Regions from separate parts of the Pan troglodytes genome. Here region 2 is linked to region 1. Evidence: chromatin contacts called from public Hi-C data. All regions are on one chromosome and are shown on one strand. The core of a region is the stretch at or near the end of the contact, and the rest is flanking DNA. Distances in the headings are between cores, read along the strand shown. Region 1 overlaps UQCC1 (ubiquinol-cytochrome c reductase complex assembly factor 1). Region 2 holds the start of GDF5 (growth differentiation factor 5).

Evidence for each region. Hi-C and Micro-C count contacts between places; a contact is called where the count stands out from the background.
Region 2: a Hi-C map of induced pluripotent stem cells shows a contact between it and region 1, with 2.1 times the contacts expected there. The contact joins the promoter of GDF5 here to the enhancer-like site in region 1. A contact is called at or near these places in 2 of 7 Hi-C or Micro-C datasets (both in induced pluripotent stem cells) and 1 of 1 datasets of contacts at active chromatin or transcription factors (stem cell-derived excitatory neurons).

Annotation. Positions count from the first base shown.
Region 1 is chr21:41,562,692-41,565,682 of NHGRI_mPanTro3-v2.0_pri, reverse strand. The region is part of intron 7 of UQCC1 (ubiquinol-cytochrome c reductase complex assembly factor 1); the gene reads left to right. Among named protein-coding and RNA genes, the nearest start is that of FAM83C, 33 kb to the right of the region's middle. Within about 2 kb of position 1,627, at least 2 of the 24 cell types and tissues checked have an H3K27ac peak or open chromatin away from gene starts, as enhancers often do. A contact at or near this core is called in induced pluripotent stem cells, where this site is marked.
Region 2 is chr21:41,671,015-41,674,003 of NHGRI_mPanTro3-v2.0_pri, reverse strand. GDF5 (growth differentiation factor 5) reads left to right here and starts at 1,388. Exons shown (of 2, transcript XM_530287.8): 1 at 1,388-2,318. The coding sequence starts at 1,688.

The DNA.
Region 1 (2,991 bases), core at 378-2,877:
TAAAGATATATATTTCTGGTGTTGGACTTTTGACCCCTTTCTGCTCCCAGGAGAGAAATTTTGATCAGAATAATAAAAGGTGTAAACTGTGTGTGTTGCCCCCTTTCCTAGGCCTTGGGCAGTTTAGCTGCTGGGGTTAGGAATCAGCTGGCTTGTGGTATGTGTATGGTTATGGGGCAAGTAGGAGATGATTCCTGTTAAGCGCTGAGCAGGCTTCTGTCTCCCGCTCTTCTTTTCATCCCTGTCCCACACCCGTTTGCTAACATTCTTCAGATTTCAAATGAGCCTTGTTGTCTTTGGCATTTTCGATAGGTGTTTGTGGCTATACTCCTTCTCCTTCAAAGACAGAAGGTGTTTATCGTCTCCTGTGCTTTAGGTCCCAAGGTGAGTTGGCTGCCAGAGAAGAGCCTCCCTCTAGAAGGACAGTGTGGGAGAACTGAAAAACACTCACCAATCTTGGAGCTACAAGAGTGGAGTTAGACTTAGTTCCACAATTAACCAGCAGGCTCCAATGCAGAGCCTGGACCAGGTTATTTCTAAGGGCCTTTTCTGCTTGAAAAAAAATCCATGAGATAAAAATTTTCCAGCCCAGGGTAGAATTTCCAAGAGTGAACACAGTTTGCAACACTTCCTACTTTTCTCCAAGCCTCTCTTGCCCTGTAGCACTGGAAGAACTGGCTCCGTCCCTAATAGCCTCAGTTCAAAGGGACCAGAAGAGACTAGGGTAGTTGGGGACAAATGTGGGGTTCATAACATACTAGGGGTATCTCGTCTGATGAAGTGGTTGGGTATGGATGTCAGAAGAATCTCACTTGGTGATGATCCTCAGGAACTATGTAAAGGAATTTTAGATTGCCCTGGCTGATGGCAGGAAGCCCCACCCAGGGCTAGCCCTAGCTGGTCAGAATTGCCAAGCAGTCAGTGTTTTTATTTTATGCCATCTCCTAATCATTTCAGTGGCCGCCAAGCTCCTAGAAGCTTGACAGCCACAAAGATGATCCTAATTCAACCCTTTCCAAGTGAGGACACTCAGTCCTGGTCAGGAAAAAGGCTTGGTCAGTGTCATATAGTAGCGGTAGTAGCAGAGACTAAAACTCACTTCTCTTGATTCATTCTGTTGCTCTTTTCGTTACATGATACTATCATCTTTGCTGTTCTCTAGAGCCACTACACACACCCTGCATTTTGTGTTGCTGGGAAAAGCCTCCAATCAAAGACCTCCTGATCCTTTTCTCTTAAGGTCAGCATTCCAGTGTCTAGCACAGTGCTTAGCACATGGTAAGCCTCCATCCAATATTGGTTGAATGGTGAATGAGTGAGTGAACTCACAGAGTCTATTCCTAACCCTATCTTCTTAGAATCAATTCTATACTTACACTGCAATTTACCTGATTAAATTCATGCCAAATCGTTAAGGGATGCCAACAGGATCTGTTTTAATGGTCCCAGATAACTCTTGCATTTTAACCAGAGTTTTCTGTAAATAGCGTCTTTGGAAAAAGCAGTGGTTGCAGTAGTAAGACATACAGGCACTGTGACGAGCTCTTGGGGTTGACTATGCCTCTCACTCCATGTCCTACCACAAGACTCTTTTCTCCTGTGGGCTTAACCCCTGCATTGGGTACCACCAGAGGGCAGTAGCTTCACCAGGATCTGGGTGGGGCTATGTAAAAAAGTTCTGGAGGCTCTGAGGTCAGACCTAGGATACAGTAGAGACAGATGTTTCTTTCAGCTGCCCTGGGTGCGCCATGAGTATTTCTGGATCCATTGATGAGGCAGCTGTAACACTCTTTTCTCACTTTGTTTCCCCCAAAATGCTGAGTGAATGGCCCTGTGGGGTTGGTTGGAGCTGAAGGGGCCCAGCTAGAGTGGAGGGACTTGTTTTTCCATGTTCATTGTCCTCTCTTTAGCTGGTCTTTCTGAATGTCAGTGATCCTTGCCATCAATGTGACGTGCCTGGTTCTCAAAGGAGCAGGAGGAACTAATAAGGAGCCCTTCTTTAAAACAACCACTATCAGGGCCTCAGCTGTCCTACTGATGCTCAGATCCAGTCCTGACCTCTCACCTAAACTCACTGTCGGCTGCTTCTTCACTGGTCCTCCTGCCTCTTGACTCTCTTCATCTCAGATTCATTCTGCAAATCATTCAGCAGCCTGACTAATCATCCTAAACTCCCGGAGTTCGGGAATTGTCTCTTGTTTACTGCTGTAGCCTCAGCTCCTAAAACAGTGCTTGATGCCTGGGTAGTGCTGAATACATTTGATGAAGGCAATATTGAATGTATTTCCTCTAGATCCAGTAGCATTATTAATTTGTATGGTTTTATTAAGAATCGTTTCATTCATTTATTCAAGGAACATTTTTGTCTCTCACCATATGCTAATCCCTGAATGTGGTTGGTAGATAATATACCAGAGATAAGTGATCTTACAGGGCTTACAATCTAGTTTATGCTGAGAAAGGAAGTTGAATCTTTCCTGGATTCACTTCCACACGAAACAGACGAACGAGAAAGATATGAGTTCACTTGCTTTTTTGTTTTGTGTTCACTGCAGGCTTCTTCCAGGAGTTATCCCAGGGCAGGGCTGAGTGTGATGGGAGGATGAGGCAGGAGAGTAGGTGAGCCCCAAGGTCCTGAGAGAAGCTTCAGAGACTTCCAGGCCCTCATCTCCAAGTGGGGGATTGGGTTGAGTTTGTAACCTCCTTTCCAATGCAGTATCACAGAGTAGTTGAGAGTGCTCACATACTGAAGCCAGTTTGGACTCAAATCCTGCCCTAGCCATGTGACCTTGGGCAAGGTCTCTATGCCTGTTTCCTTTCTATGCCTCAGTTTTCTCTCCGTAAAATAGACATAACTGTAATACCCACCTTACATCACTTGTAGCATTGTGAGGGATAAATGAGTTATCACATGTGAGGTTCTTTAAACAATGCCTGAGAGCGAAATAGATGTTTGCCACTACTAATTTACTTACTGTTAAGCATTTTCAT
Region 2 (2,989 bases), core at 139-2,638, 110 kb before region 1:
GCTCTACGGCGAAGGTTCCCCAGAGGAAGGGATCTTCCATACTTCAATGAGGCACTTTAAGAAACCCTTGAGTTCAGCTGGAATTCAGACCTTCCAGAGCTACCAGAAAAACATCATGTGGGAAATTGGTGGCTCACGCCTGTAATCCCAGCACTTTGGGAGGCCGAGGCGGGCAGATCACGAGGTCAGGAGATCGCGACCATCCTGGCTAACATGGTGAAACCCCATCTCTACTACAAACATAAAAAATCAGCCAGGTGTGGTGGCAGGGGCCTGTAGTCCCAGCTACTGGGGAGGCTGAGGCAGGGGAATGGCGTGAACCTGGGAGGCAGAGATTGCAGTGAGCTGAGATCATGCCACTGCACTCGACAGAGCGAGACTCCGTCTCAAAAAAAAAAAAAAAAAAAAAAAAAAAGCGTCATGTGGGAAATGGCTTTTCCAGCCTCCTGTAGGGGCCGCTGCTGCCCCAGACTCTGCCAGTCTTTTCTAAGAAAACTCAGAGGACGTCTCTGCCGGGGTGGTGGTGGGGTACACCCTGGACCTGCCGCCATCCAAGGAGTGAACTTAAGGGCGGCAGTGCCCCCAAGCCTGAAGAATATGCACTCAGTCAATGGGATTTGGGGGTAGGGAGGGGGTGTAGTGGGCACTGATATTTTTCAGTCTCTGGGTCACCACAAGTTTATTAAAATAAAAGAAAATGTGGGTAAATGCTGCCATCTGTGCTGTCCCTACTCCCAATACACACACACAGGCACACACACACACAGACACACATAAACACACACACACACACACACACACGCATAACAAATCAGGTCCCAGACTAGATGCAGGAGTTGAAACTGCTTTAAAAACACTCTAAGGACTTAACTACAAACCCACACTCCCCATGCTTCTGGGGCTTAAGATCTTTGAGCTCATTCTTCAGCATCTCTCCTCGGGAAAGTGGGGTGGGCTGCTCCATGAGGTGGAGGTGAAGACCCCTGAGTCTGCCCCGTGGAGGGGGAGGCCCCCTAAGCCTAGAGTCCCGCTGCGGGGCTCCGTGCCAGGAGCCCCCGTGAGCCATGGCCTCGAAAGGGCAGTGGTGATTTTTTTCACATAAATATATCGCACTTAAATGAGTTTAGACAGCATGACATCAGAGAGTAATTAAATTGGTTTGGGTTGGAATTCCGTTTCCAATTCCTGAGTTCAGGTTTGTAAAAGATTTTTCTGAGCACCTGCAGGCCTGTGAGTGTGTGTGTGTGTGTGTGTGTGAAGTATTTTCACTGGAAAGGATTCAAAACTAGGGGGAAAAAAAAACTGGAGCACACAGGCAGCATTACGCCATTCTTCCTTCTTGGAAAAATCCCTCAGCCTTATACAAGCCTCCTTCAAGCCCTCAGTCAGTTGTGCAGGAGAAAGGGGGCGGTCGGCTTTCTCCTTTCAAGAACGAGTTATTTTCAGCTGCTGACTGGAGACGGTGCACGTCTGGATACGAGAGCATTTCCACTATGGGACTGGATACAAACACACACCCGGCAGACTTCAAGAGTCTCAGACTGAGGAGAAAGCCTTTCCTTCTGCTGCTACTGCTGCTGCCGCTGCTTTTGAAAGTCCACTCCTTTCATGGTTTTTCCTGCCAAACCAGAGGCACCTTCGCTGCTGCCGCTGTTCTCTTTGGTGTCATTCAGCGGCTGGCCAGAGGATGAGACTCCCCAAACTCCTCACTTTATTGCTTTGGTACCTGGCTTGGCTGGACCTGGAATTCATCTGCACTGTGTTGGGTGCCCCTGACTTGGGCCAGAGACCCCAGGGGACCAGGCCAGGATTGGCCAAAGCAGAGGCCAAGGAGAGGCCCCCCCTGGCCCGGAACGTCTTCAGGCCAGGGGGTCACAGCTATGGTGGGGGGGCCACCAATGCCAATGCCAGGGCAAAGGGAGGCACCGGGCAGAAAGGAGGCCTGACACAGCCCAAGAAGGATGAACCCAAAAAGCTGCCCCCCAGACCGGGCGGCCCTGAACCCAAGCCAGGACACCCTCCCCAAACAAGGCAGGCTACAGCCCGGACTGTGACCCCAAAAGGACAGCTTCCCGGAGGCAAGGCACCCCCAAAAGCAGGATCTGTCCCCAGCTCCTTCCTGCTGAAGAAGGCCAGGGAGCCCGGGCCCCCACGAGAGCCCAAGGAGCCGTTTCGCCCACCCCCCATCACACCCCACGAGTACATGCTCTCGCTGTACAGGACGCTGTCCGATGCTGACAGAAAGGGAGGCAACAGCAGCGTGAAGTTGGAGGCTGGCCTGGCCAACACCATCACCAGCTTTATTGACAAAGGGCAAGGTGAGGGGGTGGGGTGGCAGGGGCACGGCTCAGAGGGAGGGGCATCTGCATGAATGGAGGGGCTTTCAAAGCCCTGGCACTGCCCTGGTGGGAGACACTGTGTGCATCTGGCCCGGGGTGGGTGTCTGGGGACACTGACACATATCTCACACATAGCAGATCCTAGGCTGCCCACACATCAGGGCTGGAGGGCACCTAGGAAGCACCAGGTCCAACGCCTGCAAGGTGCAGAGTGGGCACTAAAGCCTAGAGAGAAGACAAGACCTGCCAGTTCGTGGCAGAGTTGGAGACCAGATTCCGAGACTTGATTACTCAGTTGTGCATCTGTATCTGCTGGGCTGGCCGAACTTTCCAAGCTCCAGAGGTTTGTAGGTGGTCTCAGACAGCAGAGAAAGAAATGAATCTTGAGGTCCCCATGCTTCTGCAACTTTGCCCTCAGGCAAGGGGCTAGAGGAGGCAAGAGAGGTGCACACAGTAAATGGGGCATCTTGGAGTCATGGAATGATGTTCAGATACATGGGGAGGGAGCAGACCCAGGGCCTAACTCGCAGTATGACCTTGGGAAAGCTCCTTCTCACTTGGGGTCTCCGTTTTCCCATCTGTACACCTATATGGGGTTGGACAGGGTGGTTTCTGAGAGCCCTTCCAACATGAAAACTTTAGGTCCTGTC